Regions from separate parts of the Danio rerio genome. Here regions 1 and 2 are each linked to region 3. A link is a contact called in public Hi-C data. All regions are on one chromosome and are shown on one strand. The core of a region is the stretch at or near the end of the contact, and the rest is flanking DNA. Distances in the headings are between cores, read along the strand shown.

Region 1 (3,582 bases), core at 560-3,059, 370 kb before region 3:
ATTTATTTAAATGAACCAAGTAATGTCATTTTCTTGTTTTAGCAGAAGGAACATTGCTTTTATCAGTTAAATAAATCGTATGTTACAAATTAGCACATTTGGCACAACTTGGTTTAATTAAGACACACATTTCCACTTGAAATGTGTTATTTCACTTTATTTAAAGCTAATTTATTTAGCAAGAGCAAATTTACTTTATAAATGTTTACTGATTTACTTGTGTTAGCACAGCTATGATTTTTTAAATGAAGCGTCAACATAAATGCTGATAATAAAAAGGCCAAGACTTAAACCATGAGTGCTGCTCTTCTGCAAGGTGGTAACCTTAAAACTAAGTCATACTCAAAACTCTTCTTAATCTACAAACTAATGATGATCAAACTAACAATTCTTTCTCTCAAATGTAAACATCTGAGATTGCTTTTATTTTTTTAAATACATTTCTTTGAATTCAATCCCATGCAAAGCATGCTGGAAACTTCACTCCATTGGAACATATCCGTAATTAAAACTTACTTAATATTACTAGGTTTGCGACAATTAGAAAATATTCAAATATTACAAGTAAATGAATATTAATGTTCAACTCTTTCCACTCATTTTATTTATTAAATGAAGTAAATGTGTTAATATTAAATATGTACTTAAGTTATCCTTGATACTCAATATTACAATTTAAAAATTATGAGAGTCAATTTATTAGATTTGGCTACACAAGAAAGTCATTTCTTTCAGTCTACCTGCCATGAGTATAACCGCATGCACCATTGGGAGGCGCTATAATCACTCTCGTAGGAGAATTTTGCATTCAAAATCTAAAATAAATAAAGTAATCCAACATCAGCGCCTGAAAGTTCCGCCCCTTCCACTAGGTGTGCAAAGCAGCGGCTGTTGAGTGGTTAAAGTGTCCAACATTTCACACTTCTCTTTAACAGTTTAACAGCGGTTAAGTGCATTATCCAGGAATTTAAAGTTCACTTCTTTTTAGAGTTTTCATTGTGAACGCACTACTTACCCCATTTACACTACAAAAGGCCGAAATAGAATAGTACATAACTAATCATCAGATATGGCAGCTAGCATTAGCCTTAGAGCAAACACACAAAATATGGGCCATATTACAGCTTTGAAACGCCAAATATTTAAGAGGAATTTACTGTACAACAAAAAAAATATTTTGGTCTTTTTTTAACATTCATGCGCTAGTTTTGTCAGCTAGCATTATCCTCAGATATGACATGCAAACTAAACATCACAACTGTTTTTAATAAGACTGAAAAAGAATGTGTATGTCCAATCTCACAAGGAAACATAACAATTTTATGAATTGTCAGTAAAGTGCCTAATTTTTACAATTTATAGAATTACAAACCCCTACACCTCACACCTAACCCTAACCCTCATTGGGGGATGAGCAAATCACACTAAAATGTACGTGAGATTGTGCAAAATATATGAATTAGCCACATAATCAAAAGGTTACAATTGGCCTTTGTTTTCGTCAGTTAACATTAGCCTCAAAGCTAACAAATAAGCTAATTGTCAAAACCACATTTTTGAAATAACCACTAGCATGATTGGACAAAAAAAAATTGTAGCCAGTATTGTTCTTTAGCCTCATTGCAAACACAAATGTAACACTGCAAAATGTTCATTTCAATTTCACAGGGTCTTTAAGATTCTTGTCAAGTGCTTCAGAGTTGTGTATATTTGCGTCTTGTCTGAAAGCAACGTAACAGCTGCGGTTAAGTACACCATAATGTCAGACTGGGTGGCTCTTTTATTGATGGATCAGTTTGCTCCCACTGTAACCCCCCATGGCTGCTATTTGCAAGCTGTTGGTGAGCTCTTTACAGGCTGCTCATTAGACCTTTGCAGACAGTTAGCGTCAAGCTAATCCATACCCAGCCTGAGAAGCGTATTCTTAGAAATATGGGTTATTTGTGGATTGGGTGAGTCATCCCATCTATATCTTAAACTCATTTATGAGCAAAATGAACTCTGAAAACATCCGTGTTGATTGATTGTGCAAGTTTTCCGAAGCTAAATTCACTTATTATTTTGATGCTCCAAAAATGGTCCCTGTAAAATTCTGATGTGCTTGTAAGCGTTAAGAACAAGTCCTTTCTGGAGGTTTGTTGTAAGCCTCTGCTTGGACGTTTTGTGGGTTGTGTTTAGGTTTAAGGCTTGGTTTATATACCAATGTGCTTTATCGGTTGATATTCAGCATTTGGCACTGACTGTCTGATGAGAAAGATAAAATGGAATAAAATGGATGATATGAAAGATCTGCTGGTCCCTCGTAAAGGTAAATTTGGGCGGTACTCAACAAAACATGATCGTAGATCAACGCAAAAAAAACATTTTCCATCATTGCCAAACTGTATAGTACAGCTGTTAATATTGCGGATAGTTGAAGCCACAGGTACTTATTCTGCTTGATAAGTAAAGCTTTCATCGGATAAATATGTTTAAGTGTTCAAACTTCATTTCGCACATGCATAAATAGTTATACTCAGCATTTGTTCTCTGGAATGTGGGACAGTTTAGCAAAAAAATAAATAAATAAATGACAATGGTTAATGGTCCGTTCCCTCACTTTTTTTTTTTCTCTTCATGAATGAAAATGTCTGAACATGCTCCTAACAATCTCCAATCCACATATTCTACTCCACTAAAATAGTATAGCTTTTAAAATACTTTTTTTTCTTAGTTTTTTTTCTATTTTTAAATATTCTGAAACCCAGTAGCTATAAATGTAAAAGGAAAAGAAATCAAAGTCCCTTTCCTCTTCCGACCTGAAGCAAAAATGTATGCTTTTTTTTTTTTTTTTCTCTTTAAAAGTATGTCGTTAGTAGTAGTTTGTAGTTTTAGTATTGTTATTAATACCATATATTTCTGTTGAGGAATAAAAATGTTTGGTCCTTTGGTCCCTTTGGGGTGAAAGATTTATCAGTTTCACTGAGGGCATGGAAACCTCTGTGACCACAGAATGTCCTGCGTTTGCTGAAAGATGGTGACAGAAGTAAAGAGGGAAAGAGAAAGAAAGTCCACTAGCGGGACAAGAAGAGCTTCTTTTTTTCCACTGCATTTTTCCTTGGTCTTCAAGTTTAACCCTCATTTGTCCAGTGTAATAAAAGCCATAAGCGCCTCTTCCTTTAAATAGCATATGTGTGTATAATATGTATATAGAAATTGAAGTTGTTCTCGCTCGTGTTTTTTTCTTTTTTCTTTTTTCTTTTTTTTTTAGTTTGTTGCTTGACTGACGGTTCGAAGCTCAGCGAGAGACAGGACGTGTCGAGTTCTCTGTCTTTAGAGAGATCTTTCCTCTTGTCTTTCGTGCCGTGCTGTGCCGAGTGTGGTTTTGTCCACTGGTGTCGGTTCACCCGCAACCCTCCACTGTACTGAACATCTTCGGAAAATAAATACTGATATGTCTTCAAAAAAATCCATTCTTGTTTGTTTTGAAAGAAAAAGTTAAATTCCTTTTGAATTCAAATCCTGCGAATCTCTTCAAATCCTGTGAAACAAAATTCCATTAGAGATAAAGTCAGTTATACAATTATACTCAAGAACTAGTAT
Region 2 (3,904 bases), core at 451-2,950, 480 kb before region 3:
CAACAATGTTTGGCAGCGAACTATGACCTTATTTTATTGACAAAAGTCTAATAATACTGCTAATTTACGTTTTTATTTAATTTATGCATACGCAATGAATGTAAGCCTCATAACTGATCAAATGACAGAATATGTAAACTTTGTAATTATATAAATAGTATAGTTATTATTTATATACACACACACACATACATATACATATATATATATATATATATATATATATATATATATATATATATATATAAAATGATTAAAAGTTATTATTAAAATCATGTTTTTTTGTAATCAAAAGAAACACCGAAAAACGGCCGTTTTCTTAACTTTTTTTTTTTTTTTTGGACGCAAGATATCCTAATTCTGCTAGTATGATTTCCCCATTTAAAATTTGCAAAGATAATTATATTATCGAGGAGAATGTCTAAATATAAAACCAACTTTACCTCTATTATTTTGAAGGTTCTGTCTGAAATCATATGCAAGTATGACTCGAAAACAACATTAGCACTATTTATTTGACTGGAAACAACTTTACCTTCATCACAAATACAGCCATTCAAAGTACGTTAAAGCTGAAGGAAAGAGAGCATGTTTACAAGCTTCTCAGGTTATTATGACCCCAAATATATGATGATTACTTAAAATATATATGATTAACTCTAATACAAAACAGGATTTAACATTTTTACTGTCAAAGTTATTGCTGAATTGAGTAATTAGCATGCTAGCTATATTTAAACGACATTATAGGTAAAAATAGCAACTAAAATACGAGGTAATTTAATTTTAATGTAAATACAGATATATATATATAATATAATTATATAAAGTATAATAATGTATAAAGTATAAAAAAAACACTTAAACCCAAACAGACACTTGTGTGCTAACTTAGTTAGCAACCAGCTTCAGATACAAAAACAACACATAAACACTTACTTGACGACAGGGAAAATCTTAGCAGCCATATTTTAAAAGCAAAATTATGCTCTAAAGAACAATATTTCGTATCAAAACACTTCACAGGATGCTTTGTTTTACTATTTTGTCAGCGAGTTTCACCGACAAGGGCATTTGCTCTAGCAAACCGAAATGGTAGCAATAAAGTTCGTTTTGAATCCAGCTGTAGATCTGCACATTCGACAAAACGAACGACGAACATATAAAACGTAATAATTATATGTTTGAGTATTTTTGAACATATGAATATTCTATATATATAAGCATTAAAAGTAGAAGGGTGTTACTTTAAAAGACAATTCGGTTTTATATATTTGGTGAAAGTGCCGCCACGTTTTTCCTGTGGCTCAGATCGATTGACTAATTTTAAAATCACGTTTTTTTAGATTGTATGTGTAATATTAATTAAAAAAGAATCTTTAGCAGAGTCGCCAACGATAATAAAAGTAAGTTTAAAAAAGTAAAAAGTAAGCCTAAGTGAATAATAATTATGTTTTTATCCTTACTTTCGGTTTGTATTTCATAGTCTGTCAGGTCGTTCCGAATTTATAAACCCAACCACAATATTAACGTTATAATGCAAATAAAACAAGAATGACTGATTATTACAACACAATATTAACAGAAGTTACAAAATGCATTAAGTGCTAGCTGCCAAGTTATCTAAAGCCGGATTGTACTTTGGCACTAGCTCCGCCTGTCTGAACTTAGATTTAAAAACCTGTTCTGCCTGTTCTCTTGGTGTCGACTGCTGACTTTACAAAGTTGTGCATTTTGTAAGCTGTGCACAGATTTGCCATATTCCTTCAAATGAAGCTTTATGCCAAATTACTGCTTTGCAGCATATGCGTCGCGTTCATTGCGGTCCGATGGAGTGCTCCATCATTTAATGAGGGTGAGTTTAACAGCCTTTATGTTTATCTACGTGCTGTAAAATGTATTCTATTGTCTGTAAATTGATAAGTGATATGTCTTTACAGCTATTTAGAAAGTAGTCTATGCTACAAAGTGGTGGGAAAGCTTGTGGAAAGATTTGTGGACCCAAAAAACTAATATAGCCTATCTACACTCTCAGAAGGTAGGCCTCCAAAGGCTGTCACTGGGGTGGTACCTTTTCAAAAGGTACAAATTTGTGCTTAAATGTATATATTAATACCTTAAGGGTACACATTACTAAAAAGTACAAAAGTGTTCCTAATATAATATAATCTTTTTAGGTACCAATATGGAGCCTTTAAGTTAGAATCTGTACCTTTTGAAAAGGTACCACCCCAGTGACAGCATGCATACCTTTATTTCTGAGAGTGTAATAAATGTATTTATCTACGTGTTAACATTACGTGTTCACATTATTTCTTAAAGTACTTTTTTTCTCTTAAAATTATTTTAATTCGATCCTCAAACCCCAGGCGACAGGTCTATAAAACAGCAAGCATTTAAAATGTTATAAATCTGCAATACTGTTGGAGTTTGACATCAACATCCACAGAAAACATAGAATTAGGCATAACTTTGGATAAAATATCACGGTTTTGTGGTATTGTAATTGCTGCTCTAAAATAAAATATATTCTTTTTAAATGTTGGGGTTAAAAACAAAAACTTATTTCCCATTTGAACACGATATATTTTATTTTGAGGAACATTTAAAATATTTCGGAGCAGTAGCCGAAACTGTCAGGCTGAATAATTCAAATTAATCATTGACTTCTGCTGTCTTTATTTGTTTTAAAAACACAGATTTCTTTACAATTTAAAACTGCGTCTTTGAATATCTTTTCTGCTGGACATTCTGTAGTCCTAAAAAAAAAAAAAAAAAAAACATAAAAAAACATAAATAAAAAAATAATACACATATCTTTGGAATGGTACAGCAAAAAATGTTTACGGTTTTAAAACCTTGACTTTTCCGAACCGCGGTATACCTTAAAAATGGTTATAGTCCCATAACTACATACAATAAAATTTTTTGTTAGCAAATAAGATAAGATGAATAAGTTTTTCATATTTAAAAAACATATCTGCAGTTGTTATTTATTTGTGTGACTCAATCAGCTAGTTTGTGTAAAGAAGCATAGCATAGAATTTGTCAATGTGAAGAAATGAATATTTTATTGCCACTACAGATTAAATTTTTTGCCATCTTATCACTACGTGCAAGTGAGCAGTCAAGTATGTTAAATAAAGAAACATGACCTGCCCCTAGGGAACTGGCCTATTCATAAAACGTTTAAAATAGAGCTTAATATTGCACTTTATTTCCTGTTAGGGTCATGAAAAATGGATTTTATTCGTTTGGCAACTCGTGATAGATTTGTACAAATCTGTGATATCTTAATTTAATAGCTATCAACATGAACTTCCATGCCTTTTCAGAAAAAAAGTTCTGAAACCACCAAGTATCGGCTCACAGATGTATAAATAGTCAATGTATTTATTAAAATATTAAATCAGCCGTCTGCTATGACACTTATGCAATTCTTACGTAACAAGTAACAGAGTATCTCTGCCCCACAGGTTAGCAGTTATGCCTTTAAAATAATGAATTGCCAGAGAACGTTTGTCAGAATACAAAGAGGCTTTTGAAAAAAGTTTAAAGTAACTTTCCACACAATAAACGTGACCAATTGGAAAAGACCATCCCTAAACACCAATATTGTGATAAAAGAAAGCTGGAATTATCTTTTGCCCTTTAAAGCAGTGAACATTGAACACAGTCTTTGCATTGTTTATGTAACGACTGTCATACAGTGAAATATGTTTTTTTTTTTAGAGTCACTAAAAGGTGCCCGGGTGCTGGTGACTGGTGCCAGTACTGGCATTGGTGAGCAGTTGGCGTACCATTATGCACGTTTAGGAGCTCAAATTGTAATCACCGCGAGGAGAGGAAATGTTTTAGAACAGGTCAGTTGAGTTTCTGCTATCATTCATGCTTTAAGCATATT
Region 3 (3,611 bases), core at 634-3,133:
TAGTTATGAAATAGCTTGAAATCAAGCAGGAAATGTTTGTGACCACATTTGACATGGTCTAAACGTGTTAAATTTACAAACAATATAATAATCAACATGCTACTGGATGCCATTTGATCATGGATTGACTTGTGAATACCATTTCAGTTCAGAATTGGCACACTCAACAGTTGACTTGATGTAGGCTAAGTAGCCATAAATTCCCCTCTAAAACAGCACATTTTGTCTTGCAAATCCTCTCTGCTTAAGCATTTGTCACAGAGAGCTAAAATTAAGAATAAATTAACATTTCATCCCGTTTTCTCGACCCAAACCATCCAACTTGGCCAAATGAAAACCCACAACTCTCGGCCACGAAATCAATGTATAAATTCTCATTACTCTGACATGTTAAACACAGTTAAACCCCATACGAAGCAGTGCTTCTCACGGGGTAAATAACGTGGATGAACGCTTGAGCAAATAGTGCCTTATTAGCATAATTATAAACACGGCACTGATACGAGGGCTAATAGTAACTGACACTAACGAAGACAAATGTGGATATTCTCCTTCCGACACATATCGCTTGAGGATAGCAAATGATAAGAACAAGATTATACCAAAAAAGAGGGTTTCATTTTAGTGTTATTCTTCTTGTTTTAGCGGGGTGTATGACGTAGCCTACTCCATGTCAGTTGTCAAATAGAGCGTCATGCCACAATATAGAACTCGCTGTAGTTCGTTATGACGCACAAAAGAACGTGTTCCAAGTGCAAATATAATCAAAAGCAAGCAGCTTCACGTACATATAACTGTTAGTGTATTATTTACATTTCATAATGCTCACCTGTCTGGATCGTTATAATAGCTACCAGTTAATTTATTTATTTTTTGTTATTGGAAAGCCTAGAACGCCTGTTCTATCGTCAGAACTGTGCACAAGGAGGCAGTGGGAATATTTCCCTATTAAAAAGAATGGAAGATGGAGATGACTCTGTAAATATAAATTATTTTCTAAGGCTTTGCCCCAGTTCCAAAGCATCCAATATTAAACTGCCATAAAGAATGGCGCTTTATTTGAGAATAAATATGAATATTCATGCAAACACCCAAAGCTAAGCTGAGAAGTTATCTGTAAACGATGTAGATTAAGTGTAAAATAGTACCTAAAGCGGCCTAATATTAGAAAGCTTTGTATATTTATATTAGTGTTGGATGTTGACATGACAGTGGACCACAAAATGAATACATGATTCATAATAAATATTAGAATATTGCATGCGTCACTAATGAATTGGGTACATTTTGTGCAGAAGGCAAAATAATATTTGTAAAAATTAAACATTCACCAGGTCTAATTATTATTATTGTGTCATTCCAAAAACAAACAATAATATATGGTGGTGTTTACAAGCTCAAATCACACTCTCATTAAGGGAATCACGCGTTTACCTTTGTGCATGCCGGTGTATCGGTCCTTTAATACTGTCAATTCGTGGATTTTCCCAAACTGTTCGAATAATGGTTTCAGGTCTTTTTCCTCAAGGTTCCGCGGTATTTGCCCGATAAAGAGTTTTATGGCATCTTGGTCTTTCATGGTGCCGTTCTCCGGATGAATGGAGATGGATTCTGACCCGTTCATGGGTTTAGGAAATGGGATCTGAGCGTACTGGTGCTGGTGCGGGATTAGGAGGAGTGGATGTTGGGTCGGTGCTGCCCCGGGTCCAGTGAAAAGCAGGCTGGAGTAAGCGGGATGGGGCGGCTGTGGGTGCTGCTCCCTTCTTGTCTCAGTCTGAGTGAATCTGGCCATTCTGAGCTGGGAGCAGACTGGATAATAATAATGACAACACACACACATACACACACATACACACACTAAGAGAGAGCGAGCAGTCAGCTGGAAACACAGACTTACTTTCTCGGCGATACACATACGCACACAGTCAGAGTATATGTTTAGGGGGTGGGGGAGATTTGTAGCCATTTGTTGCTCCAGAGCGACACCCAGCGGCAAACGTGTGCTGTCTGTTAGGCCGTCCGTCGACAGAAAAACACCTTTGTTTTCCTTTGAGTACATTTGTTCCGTTGTAAAACAGAAACACACAAAATGATTAGTCGTTGATTATTCCTCTGGGATGGAGAAAAATACGAGTGTTTTGGGTTGATATATTCTGTCAAGAAAACAAATTCCTCGTATTTGTAAACATACCTGGCAAAGCTCTTTCAGATAAACAGACGCTCAAGTTCACGCGGCAGCATGTTTGTTTAGAGGGCTACATCCGGGTAAGTGTTTTTTGTGTGCTAATTAATTGACATCTGCGTCAATTTGCTTAACTTTAAAACACTAGCTTAGATGTTGTACAGGCACTGTGCAGTTAGCCCTGTAAGAAGGTCGCTGGTTCGAGCCCCGGCTGGGTCAGTTGGCATTTCTGTGTGGAGTTTGCATGTTCTCCCTGTGTTGACGTGTGTTTCCCCTAAACTCCAAAGACATGTGCTATAGATTAATTGGGTAAGCTAAATTGGCCGGATGTGTGATTGGTAGTGTATGTGTTTCAAAGTGATGGGTTGCAGCTTAAGGGCATGCTGCGTACAATTATGCTGGAAAAGTTGGCGGTTCATTCCACTTTGGTGACACTTGATAAAAAAGGGGCTAAGCTGAAAAGAAAATGAGTGAAAGACAAAATGGTTACCATGCAATTATTATTATTATTATTAACAGCTTAGACATTCTGAAAATAGATATAATCTATTAATAATGCTGTTTACCGTTTTTTATAAATGTAGAAATTAATAACTTAATAAAATGATTAATTAAAAGTTTAAAAATAAGAACATAAATCTTATTTATATATATATATATTATTTAAAGCACATCAGTGTAGTCTATGGAAACCCACTTCCACCATAGGATAAATCAATACAATTAAATATTGTATAAATAAATATTCAATGGAAAGCCAACTTTATCATAGGACCAATCAATAAAAATAATCAAGGTAACTGAGACTTTTTGTCTTGCTATTCCTACTTTTTACTCACAATTTCAAATATTTGTAAGATATAAATTCACAATTCAGAGAAGAAAAATGTTGGAATTGCAAGAAAAATCAGAATACTAAATTTACAGCAAATTATATTACTGAGCTATATATATATATATATATATATATATATATATATATATATATATATATATATATATATATATATATATATATATATATATATATAAAAGCAAGCTTATTTCTTACAAATTTGAAGTTTGAAGTTTCTCTTTGAATTCTGCCCTCATTTCTCTCAATTCTGAATTTTCATATAGTAGCTTGCTCTATACTAAACTCACAACTCACAAAAATGTATTAATTAGCTTTTTGATTTTAATTCTGTTGCAGAAACAAATGGCTTTCATATCATTTTTTCACGTTCTTTTGATTTCATACTTTATTATGGTAAAAAGGTAATACTTTTTTTGCATTGTATAAATATCCATGACAGTTTTTCAAATGCGGCGGTTTATGATTGCAAAAAAAAAAAAAAAAAACTGGTGAATGTGTGATTACCATGCTACAGAGGCTTTATTTTTTATTAACAGCTTAGATATTATTAAAACTCTTATTAACTATTTGTTG

What was found. A called contact is a pair of places that touch in the nucleus more often than the background predicts.
Region 1: a Hi-C map of an unstated tissue shows a contact between it and region 3, with 3 times the contacts expected there. The contact joins the enhancer-like site here to the promoter of celf5a in region 3. A contact is called at or near these places in 2 of 18 Hi-C or Micro-C datasets (caudal fin and an unstated tissue).
Region 2: a contact with region 3 is called in a Hi-C map of embryo, with 2.2 times the contacts expected there. The contact joins the promoter of hsd11b1la here to the promoter of celf5a in region 3. A contact is called at or near these places in 4 of 18 Hi-C or Micro-C datasets (caudal fin, embryo and hematopoietic stem cells) and 1 of 4 datasets of contacts at active chromatin or transcription factors (embryo).

What each region holds. Positions count from the first base shown.
Region 1 is chr22:19,505,447-19,509,028 of GRCz12tu, forward strand. celf5a (cugbp, Elav-like family member 5a) reads right to left here. Exons shown (of 12, transcript NM_001431119.1): 12 at 1-3,520. Among named protein-coding and RNA genes, the nearest start is that of rgmd, 21 kb to the left of the region's middle. Within about 2 kb of position 1,810, at least 4 of the 62 cell types and tissues checked have an H3K27ac peak or open chromatin away from gene starts, as enhancers often do.
Region 2 is chr22:19,400,163-19,404,066 of GRCz12tu, forward strand. hsd11b1la (hydroxysteroid (11-beta) dehydrogenase 1-like a) reads left to right here and starts at 1,701. Exons shown (of 6, transcript NM_200323.2): 1 at 1,701-1,855; 2 at 3,733-3,863. The coding sequence starts at 1,771. It overlaps micos13 (mitochondrial contact site and cristae organizing system subunit 13), which reads right to left and starts at 1,115. Exons shown (of 4, transcript NM_001044873.1): 1 at 940-1,115. The coding sequence starts at 968.
Region 3 is chr22:19,875,024-19,878,634 of GRCz12tu, forward strand. celf5a (cugbp, Elav-like family member 5a) reads right to left here and starts at 1,884. Exons shown (of 12, transcript NM_001431119.1): 1 at 1,435-1,884. The coding sequence starts at 1,792. LOC141380314 (a long non-coding RNA gene) reads left to right here and starts at 1,985. Exons shown (of 3, transcript XR_012398141.1): 1 at 1,985-2,265.